2 separate regions of the Mus musculus genome follow, and region 2 is linked to region 1. The links are chromatin contacts, called in public HiCAR-type maps. All regions are on one chromosome and are shown on one strand. The core of a region is the stretch at or near the end of the contact, and the rest is flanking DNA. Distances in the headings are between cores, read along the strand shown. Region 1 has its middle 200 kb from the start of Cwc27. Region 2 overlaps Cwc27 (CWC27 spliceosome-associated protein).

The links. HiCAR-type assays count read pairs that join an accessible place to other places.
Region 2: a HiCAR-type map of Th17 cells shows a contact between it and region 1, with 3 times the contacts expected there. The contact joins two enhancer-like sites. A contact is called at or near these places in 2 of 484 Hi-C or Micro-C datasets (B cells and CD8 T cells) and 6 of 115 datasets of contacts at active chromatin or transcription factors (CD8 T cells, DN3 thymocytes, T-cell acute lymphoblastic leukemia and 3 more).

The regions. Positions count from the first base shown.
Region 1 is chr13:104,618,960-104,623,431 of GRCm38.p6, reverse strand. No RefSeq gene overlaps it. Among named protein-coding and RNA genes, the nearest start is that of Cwc27, 200 kb to the left of the region's middle. Within about 2 kb of position 1,336, at least 59 of the 459 cell types and tissues checked have an H3K27ac peak or open chromatin away from gene starts, as enhancers often do. A contact at or near this core is called in Th17 cells, where this site is marked.
Region 2 is chr13:104,759,729-104,764,697 of GRCm38.p6, reverse strand. All of the region lies in intron 10 of Cwc27 (CWC27 spliceosome-associated protein), which reads left to right. Among named protein-coding and RNA genes, the nearest start is that of Cwc27, 55 kb to the left of the region's middle. Within about 2 kb of position 1,392, at least 15 of the 459 cell types and tissues checked have an H3K27ac peak or open chromatin away from gene starts, as enhancers often do. A contact at or near this core is called in Th17 cells, where this site is marked.

The DNA of each region.
Region 1 (4,472 bases), core at 87-2,586:
GCTGGGAAGGCAACAGGAAGAAGCGGATCTGAAAAACATTACAGAACAAGAACAGGAAGTCGTGATGGGCTAGACAGGGGAGTCAGATGCATATCACCCCAAGGCTGGAGACAGACAGCAAGGCCTGGGAAAGCAGCTGCTGGCAGTCCCACCACAGGAGGAAACCAAGAGGGATCCCCCAAAGCCTCCATTCCGAGCCTGCTGCCAGACCTACAGTTAGCAGGTACAGAGAAAGCAAATCCATGAGCTCTGGCTCCCAGAGCAATTCGGTACTAGATTCACACTATCGGGGAGGAATAGCCGGTGAAAAGGGTAAATTATAATGGCATCTGCTTTCATGTAGTATGCAGTGCGAGCTAAGAAATATAAAGCATAATTAGATGCAGTAAGATTATGAGAAACTGCACAGTGCCTATTTGGCTTAACAAATTAGAATTTGAAAAGCCTGTTTATAGGCAGACCTTAAAGGCTGAGTGAGGACAAGCGTTTACTTGTGTGATTTAAAGGTCTGATTTCTAAAAGTTTGAAGATCACAGGCCTTGACTTAGATACTTATTTACAGAATTTTTTTAAATGTTCTTATTTGATAAGAATCAGGCTTACCTTTAGACACAAACAAGGATTTCAGTTTATTAGAGTTAGCACCATGATGGTGCCACAGTTGAGATCTTAAATGTCCCCCAAAGGCCCGTCTCTTCATAGCTGGGTTCCTAGCCTACAGCACTAAAGGAAGGTGGTAGATGGTTAGGGCATCAGCCTTGTGGAAGGAAGTAATGTCATGGAAAGTATGCTCTTGAAGGAGATATTATCTCCTTTTTCCTTTCCACAGTCTTTGAGGTTAGCAGCCTCCGTGCTCCCACAATGGCCTGACTTGCTACCATGTTCCACAACAGTGTAACCAAGTAACCATGAACCAACACTTCTGAAATCCTGTGCCAAAATAAACCTTCCCTCTCTCCAATTGATTCACCTCAGGTATTTGTCATAGTGCGGGAAAACTAACACACAGGATGGGTGCCCTGGCTTACTAAAGAGCATCCTGAGTATTTATGGAATTTGTGGTTTTGCATATGTGCCATCTCCAGCATTTTCAGCTCCAAGCCTATCAGCCCACACAACCAGTTGGGTGCCCTTTAGACACACACTGAGAGTTTTCTCCCAACACGTGCTGCTTGTTAAATGAAGGGAAAAAAAAAAAAAAAAGAAAAGCAAAACAATTTTTTTCATAGTTTGAAATACCACTCGATGCTAGAGAGTTGCCTCCCGTGTGCAATGGCCCAGGTTCAAGCCCCAGAACCAAAAAAAAACCCAAAACAACAAAAAATAGTGAAAGGAAAAGCCTTTCAGAGAGACTAAGCTCTGTTCAAAATTTTTGTACTCTCTCTCCACACCCCCACACCACCCAACCCTGAAGTGGAAACTTAAGGGTTTTTGGGAGAGTCTGTTGTGTTAGATGGTGTTTTGCTGGGGCAAACAGGTGAAGGAGGGTTTTCCTAAAGTGGACACAGATCAAAGACTAAGGTAGACTCATGAAGGAACGTTTCACTGAAGCAGACATCAAGAGAATGTTCTGCTAAAACAAACACATGAAGAGACTCGTGATGAAGGATTCTTTGCTAACGGCTTGCATGTATTGATTGGTCCACCTTATATTGCATAGTTGAGCTCTCCTTGTCGGGACTCCAAGGACTTGGGCTGATTGGATGCATGTGCTGAGGCACGACACACAGAGGACACATGATGTTTGGAGGGCATAAATAGGATTGGACGGAGTGATGGAGACAGAGCGTGGCTTGCTGGTACAGCTAGCTGAGCAATGCTCGTGGGTCCCGAGTCTTCACTGATCTTCACTTCCCTGGGAGAGGCACACCTGAGAACGTCTCCTGGTGTTCCTGTTGGTCCCTCGGCCTGGCTGTCTGCTAGGTCATGTTACTGCTGTTGCTAACCTGACTCTACTGAACTGGATTGCTGGTGTATCCATGAGATGTTTGCAAGTGGATCAAGCTGCCGCTACCAACCTGTGAATTGAACTGCCAATTTTCAGACAACTCAGATGGGAGTTGCTCCAAAGAACCTTTCCAAACAGATCCACTCAGCCCTACCCCCATCCCTTGTCCTTTCTTTCATACTACCTCTGGTGGGTGGTGGGCTACAGGGGAGGTTAAATTGATTAAGAACCATCATTAAAAATAGGATTTGAAAAAAATTAAAGTTATACCAGCCCCTACAAACACCCTAGAAGAACACAGAATGTAAGAGTAGAAATGTGTTCGTGTATTGCAGTCACCCTGGGGAGATGAAGGGGTCAGGGATCCTATTGTCATTAATTTCCCACACTCGGGACAAGTTTGGGTAGGGGTCCAGGGCCTGTCGTTGTGTTGTTGTTGATTTTGTTGTTGCTGTTGTTGCTTATTAAGCTCCCCCAACTAATTGTGATGCTTTGGTTTTGTTTTTCACTTCCCTGAAGATCAGCCCTGGACAGGTGCTGCTGTCCAAAGGCAGAAACTAAAGAATGAGAAACACCTATCAGATCTGAGACTCTCAAACTGTAAACATTGATTTAATGTCTTTGCTCTCCTAGGAGTCACATCGCCCTAAAGACTCCTTTATGAAATGAGTTCCTAGGCAAACTCAGTCTATCCTTTGATGGTAAAATTTTTCACAGAAGCTGCACGAAGTCTGATTCAATCAGCCTGAGAACCTAAGATGATAGTAGGACCTTTGTCTGGTCTATGTTCCCAGGACTACTATACACCCCACCCCCAAACACTGCTAATGCAAGACAGGAAATGTAATTAATGATCTTGATAAGTCTCGCCCAGTACTCCAAGGCTGAACAAGTCACTTATTTGTCAAGTAGAACACCAGTTGGTTTCTCTAAAACAATGAGTGTGATTCAGGTGTTTCATATCTGCTTCCTGTGGCCCTTCTCTTATAGAAAGGAGATTTAGCAGATAGCAAGTTACTTTTTCAAAAAGCTAATCAACACCAAGATTAGAGTGTTTGTTCTCTTAGATACCCTTCTCTTGGCAGAACAAGCTATACCCACAAGAAGACATTCTGGGTTGTTTTTTGTTTTGTTTTGTTTTGTTTTTTCCTTGACAATATGGTTTTATTTGCCCTGGGATCAACTTATTTTCCTGGACTTCTTTTCCCCAAGGATATAGAAGTAGACACCGGGAGAATTTTATTTAAAAGCCAGTAGTGTGGCATAGTGGAAAGTCAAATGTACATTTGACTCACTTTGCTGCTCTTTAAATACACCAGACATCCCATACACAAGAATTACTTCTGGTCTGAGTAGTGGTTATTTCCCACTTCTCCAGACTCTTTCAAGTCTCTTATAGCAACCACAGCAAATAGTGTCATGCCCCTGTGGGAGGACGAGAGGGCAAGAGAGGGCTGTGAAGGAAAACCCTTGAGAATGTTCACAGCATAAAGGTCTTTTGTCCTGAAACAAATCGAAACAGATTCATTTCTAAACCTCTTATGTAAATACATCGATGTTCACCACCTTGATCTGAACCACGGTGTATTGATAAGGGTAAGCCCTTAATCGATGACTCTTTAGATACATAATTGATTCTACTACCTTAGTATAACTGATCACATAGAAAGGCTTTTGAGTACTGAATGCTTTTTCTTCTTGAGAGAAACTGCCAGCTCATGCAATGACTTTGTATAAGCTGGGGGAAAGGCACCATTCCCAAGACACTTCCCACACATCACAAATTCTAAAAATGAGCTTTGGGGAAATCCTTCCCTGCATCTGCAATGTAACAATGCCTGCTCTAGTGTTTTCTTGTCCATCTGTCACACTCCAGTTCTCTGAGGAACCAGATCTTTGTCCCTCCAACATGGCCGTGGAGCCAATGTTAAGCAGATTTACCCTACTAGGCCTGGTCTGTCTCTATGTCTCCTGAAGAGGCTTAATGTTATAGATAGATAGATAGATAGATAGATAGATAGATAGATAGATAAAATACCCTGGGAATTCAGAATAGACAGGAAATCCAGAGCCCTCAATAGACACAATCCCCACCACCACCTCTGCCGCTTGACTTTCTAAAGAGCTCTGCAGAAGATAACTCCTTACCAAGCTCACCAACCAATGGCTGCCGAACAAAATGAGGGACAAAGACATTCTTCCCAGCCCTGAGGAATACGAGTAGTGAATATTCTTTTTCTACAGGCTGGTTGTAGTCTTAGGTCTCCACAGGCTACTGACTGGTGGATCACTGTCTGCCTGTAAACATTCTGCTACAGTCCATCCGCTGCCTGTAGCCGCTGGGGAAGCCCTTCTCTTTATGCTCAGTGTGAGCTGTCCATTTAGTGTCTCCTCTCCAGAGCAAATGCCCTCTGCGCTAACAAGGACAAGGGCTACTTAGGAGTTAAGCACACTACCACAAACCTCCTTGAATATCCTAGTGAACGTTTCCCCAGCTTGTTCATTAATAACAAGAGTTTTCTGT
Region 2 (4,969 bases), core at 143-2,642, 140 kb before region 1:
GGGTTATAAATTGATCAACTTCTATGGCTTTATTTTATAAGCCATTTTTCTGATTTTTATGAACCCCCTCCTCCTCCACCTCCTTCTTCTCTCCTCCTCTTCCTCCCCATCCTTCTCCTCCTCCTCCTCTTCCTCCCCATCCTTCTCCTCCTCCTCCTCTTTTTCTTTTTTTTTAAGTGTTTGTATCTTTGGTTGGGTGCCTGTGGAGGTCAGAGGCTTCATATCCTCTAGAGCAAGAGTTATAAGAGGCTGTAAAGTGTGTGATCTGGGTGATGAGAATTTGACTCTCACCCCCGGCAAAATCACAATAATAGTACAGGGCTCTTAAACACTGAGCCATCCCTCTAGCCCCTATTTTATTCTTGAATAAAGAAAAAAGATAAAGATTTTATGGTACTATTTATGCTGTTTTTGTGCTCATGTGTTTTTTGAACTTGTTTCTTGACACTTCTGATATGTGGATAATAAAAACCAAATGAGATTTAAAGCTTATTTGGCTAATTTTGGTGATAAAATAGACATCTCACATAGTACAGGAAAGATATTCAGAGGTGGGTGGAATGGCATTTTAAGGAAAGCCCTCACTTGATAGCTCTTCCTGTGTCGTAGCCCAGGCTGGCCTTTTGCTCTTGGCATTACTTCTGCCTGAGTCGCTAACATTCTGGTATTAGAGGAATAAGCCACAATGCTCGGCTAAGTAAAAATCTGAAGAAGCTACAAGCTACCATATAAGTTATACGACACACCCAGTTCTACAAATATGTGAATTTTGTATTCAAATAAGCAGATAGTTCATTAAAGCCACGAGACTGCACTGTATTTTCCTTACAACATTCATTAAAGAACAGGCGTTGTATCACTTAGTGAACTTCTGCTAATAGCTTACAGGTAAGTTTATTCTACGGAGGCTTTCTTCTCAAGCTTCTTGATGTAACCTGATGCTCTTTAGTGGCTCTAGGAGACAATGGAAGGGAAAAGGGAGAGGTGAGTCTCAAGGCATTCGGTACAAACAGCACTGCCTGCCTGTAGTTCTGTGAGCTCTGTATCCTATTTTTAGGCCCTACTTTACAGTTATGTTTTTACTTTCATTCAATTGCTAATCAACAGTTTCCTCTGTGAAGATGTTTTTGCCATTCTTGGAACCAAGTAGAATTTTCCCTTTAATAATAGTACTGTTTGTAGAGGTCCCAGGCATATGACCTTTAAAAAAGAGAAAAGAAGCAAATCATGTTCCTAAGTTAGTGTGTGGTTAGAGGAAGTTGGCCCATTCACATCAAGCCTAATTTGATGTGAGTTAGTACAACCTTTGACAAAAGTTTGTGGTTCACAGCTCTGTCTGGAGGGAGACAATACATCATATTGTGTAAGTCACCCAACAGAGGAACAGTATTGTCAGTAACAGCTCTTGAGTCGTCATTCCTGAATCTGGTGATATAAAGACCGCTTCCTTTTCAGTACCTTTAGATTTGTTTGCTGAAGGTGGAGCCCATCATGGAGAACAACGCTAAGTTTAGTAAGGCTTCTGTGATGTTTCTATTTCAGAAGACTTGTATTTATCTGAGTTACAGGACCGTTTATATAAACGAGAAAGTAAGAGTTTCCATATACTGGGAGAGCTTTTGAAAGGGTGCCCTTTATGCTTGCCACTTCATCCCCACCCAGTGTTACAAACAAACATTCATGTCTGCAGTAGGCCATTTGTGGGTGTGTGTAACTGTGCTTCAAGACATTCAATCTCAGGCCTTTTCCAGTCCCAATGAGGATGGTTCAAAAATGAGTGCTCACTCCATTGTCATTTAGCAAGTTCAGCTTTTAAGGCTTATGAATGTATTTTTTAATAATAGTAAATATAGCAGAGGGTGGGCACTTCGTATAAAATGACAATACTGTGACCACTATCAAATTTAATTGTAGTTTTGTTTCTTGAGATTAGGATTTAGAAATGATACATTCTTGAATAGCCTACTTAATTACCCTGGTTTCACGTGTGCAGGTGTAAACACACATGCACACACACATACACACACACACACACAGAGGCCAGACTCAGGTCTCCTTGCACTATGTGGCTCCTGGGGACTGAGCTCAGGTTGGCTGGCTTGGCGGTGAGTGCCTTTTACCTGCTGAGCCGTCTCTCCAGCCTTTTTAATAGAACCATGTGTCCAGTGAAATGTTTACAACGTGACCTCACTGCTTACTTTGGCTACCAAAGTGTCAAATTTGATCTTCAAACTAATTAAGATTTAAATTCCTTTTAATGGATAACACAGAAAAATTATTAATGAATTTACCATACTTAATAATTTGTATTGGGGCAAAAGAGAAGGCTCAATGAGTAAAAAGCCCTTGGCAAATACATGTGAATCTCAGAACTTGGGTAGTCAGCACCCATGAAAGTATGTGATGGGTGTAATGACTCTCCTGCAATCCCAGTACTTGGGAATCTCAAAACTCGGATCCCCAGAAGTTGGCTAGTGAGATATTGAATGAGCTCTGGGTTAATTCAAGAGCCCTGCCTCAATATATAAATTGGAGAACACTCAAGGAAGACTGTAGATGTCAACCTCCAATCTCCACACCCACATACATATACATGCACACAACACATACTGCTATTAATAGCAGAATGGTTTGTCTTTGTAGCCAAGTATTTCAGGCTAAAAAAATATACTTTGCTGTTGTAGTTTCCATTTAAAAAAGAGAACAGAAACCTCGCCTGATAGCAGTCTTTCTTATATACAGTTTTATCACTTACTGTAATGTGGAATTGTGCTAAACTTCTTCCAACATATGATAGCTGGGGTACTCATTAGCTTACAAACTATTTTCCTTTAGAATTTTTTTAAGGTTGAAATTTTAATACTATTTAGCTGAGGAGGCAATTTTTTTTTTAATGTTTGGGGTATCATTTCTTTAAAAAAATGAGCAATCCTTTAAAAATAAAATAAAGTAATAGCAACAACAACAAAATTACTGATATAACAGTCTCCTTAGAGGTTTCTGGATACATTCATGTAGCTAAGCAAGAGTGTCTGGGCAATTAGTATTGTTATGTGTTTGACCCATTACTCATGGCTAGCAAGCTTATTCAATAAAAGTGATCAGATTGGTTTTATCATCTTTTTCTAACATTGTATAGGGTTTTGGGTAGGTTATGTATAAATATGAGAATACACATTTTGTACGCCTTTAGATTTATTTTCCAATTAATCAAGACCCAGTGTGTTCTCATTACTAACATCAGGGAGAAAGAGATGAAGTCTATCTCAGCATAGTTTCTTTCAGCTTCAGTGAACTTAATACATACACTTACTATACAGTGGCTAATAAATATATATAAGTAAAACAAGGCTACTGAGTCAGGAAAGTTCATTTCCTCTATCACTGACTTTTATATTCACTGTTCCAAAAGAGTTAACGGTTTGTAGGCTCTTCCCTTTCATCACAATTCCAGAAGAACTTGAACTAACAATCTGTGGATATCCTTTTAAGGGAATGTTTATAATTGTCAGGCTTTCTTAGTTCTTGAACCAAACTCAGCCTCAGCAAGAACACTTTCTTATGCAGAGGGAGAAAGCAGAATTAATCCTCAGGTACTCTTCCCTTTAACACATGATGTTGACAGCCCGTTTGCTACAGGTATTAAAGCTGACCTGTATAATTCTGAGTTTTAGACTAAGCAGTGAGATCTTGTGTTTTTGCATCAAAAGGAAAAAGAACTGAAACAAGATAATCTAGCTGTACTGAATTTGTAAAATCAATTATGTTTGAGCTGAGAATGATTTTTGTACTCAAGTCTAAATTGATCATATTTGCCTAGGGAACGTACAAAAAGTGACAAGCCATACTATGAAAACCTGACCCCAGAGAAACCATTGTTTTGTAATATATATTTTTCCATCATATTGAATCATTTTTCAGTTTTTAAATTGAATCCCCTTTGTGAATTCCTAGCCTCTGTGTCTGTCATAGAGTAGGTACTCAGGAAATGTTTATTAATGAGAGAATAAGTGAAGTCCTAGTACCTTTAGAGTAGCCCTTAAGTGTGCTAGCTATATAGATATAAAGATGAGAAATTTAAGTCCTGTTCCTTAAATATTTGTTAGGGAGAAAGAAGGAATAAAAGGTATATTCTGAGAATGTAGTTGACTAGGCCCAGAAGTTCATGGGTAGGCATATAGATAGAAACAGTACTAAAAGAATTGAAGGCACGGATAGTTGACATCTGTCAACAGAGAAAGCTTAATAGAATGGGTTAAACGTTGATAAGCATGGATACAAGGAGCTCATTTCTTTTAGAGGGGACTTGAGAAAGTATCAAAGCAAGAGCGCATGGGAGCTGGCAGCGGAAGGAACAGGAAGGGTCTGTCTATCTCACTAGGCAAACACTGGGAACAGGAGTGTGATCTTGAGGCAGATGATTTCAAATTTCTTTGTGAGTTTATTTAAGATTACTGAATACCACTTTGATAATATAGATTTTTGAAAGGAGGAACTAGAAACAGAGGGTCAGTTAAGAATAAACTAACCAGTACCCCCAGAGCTCATGTCTCTAGCTGCATATGTAGCAGAAGATGGCCTAGTTGGCCATCATTGGGAAGAGAGGCCCCTAGGTCTTGCAAACTTTGTATGCCCCAATACAGGGGAATGCCAGGGCCAAGAAGTGAAAGTGGGTGGGTAGGGGAGCAGGGTGGGGGGAGGGTATAGGGAACTTTCAGGATAGCATTTGAAATGTAAATAAAGAAAATATCCAATAATAAAAAAAAGAATCTTTGGTGATTGTGTTAAAGAAAGGTTAAAGCACTTGCAGAAACACAGAAGAATTGGCTGTGAAAGAAGACATGTCAATTGATTGATTCAAAGAGAATAAATAAAGATGATGACCCATGCTTCTTATAATGGCACCCTAACTGCTTGAGCAGATCATCTGTGGACAAGATGCTTCAAGTTAGAAATTGCCTTAGATCTT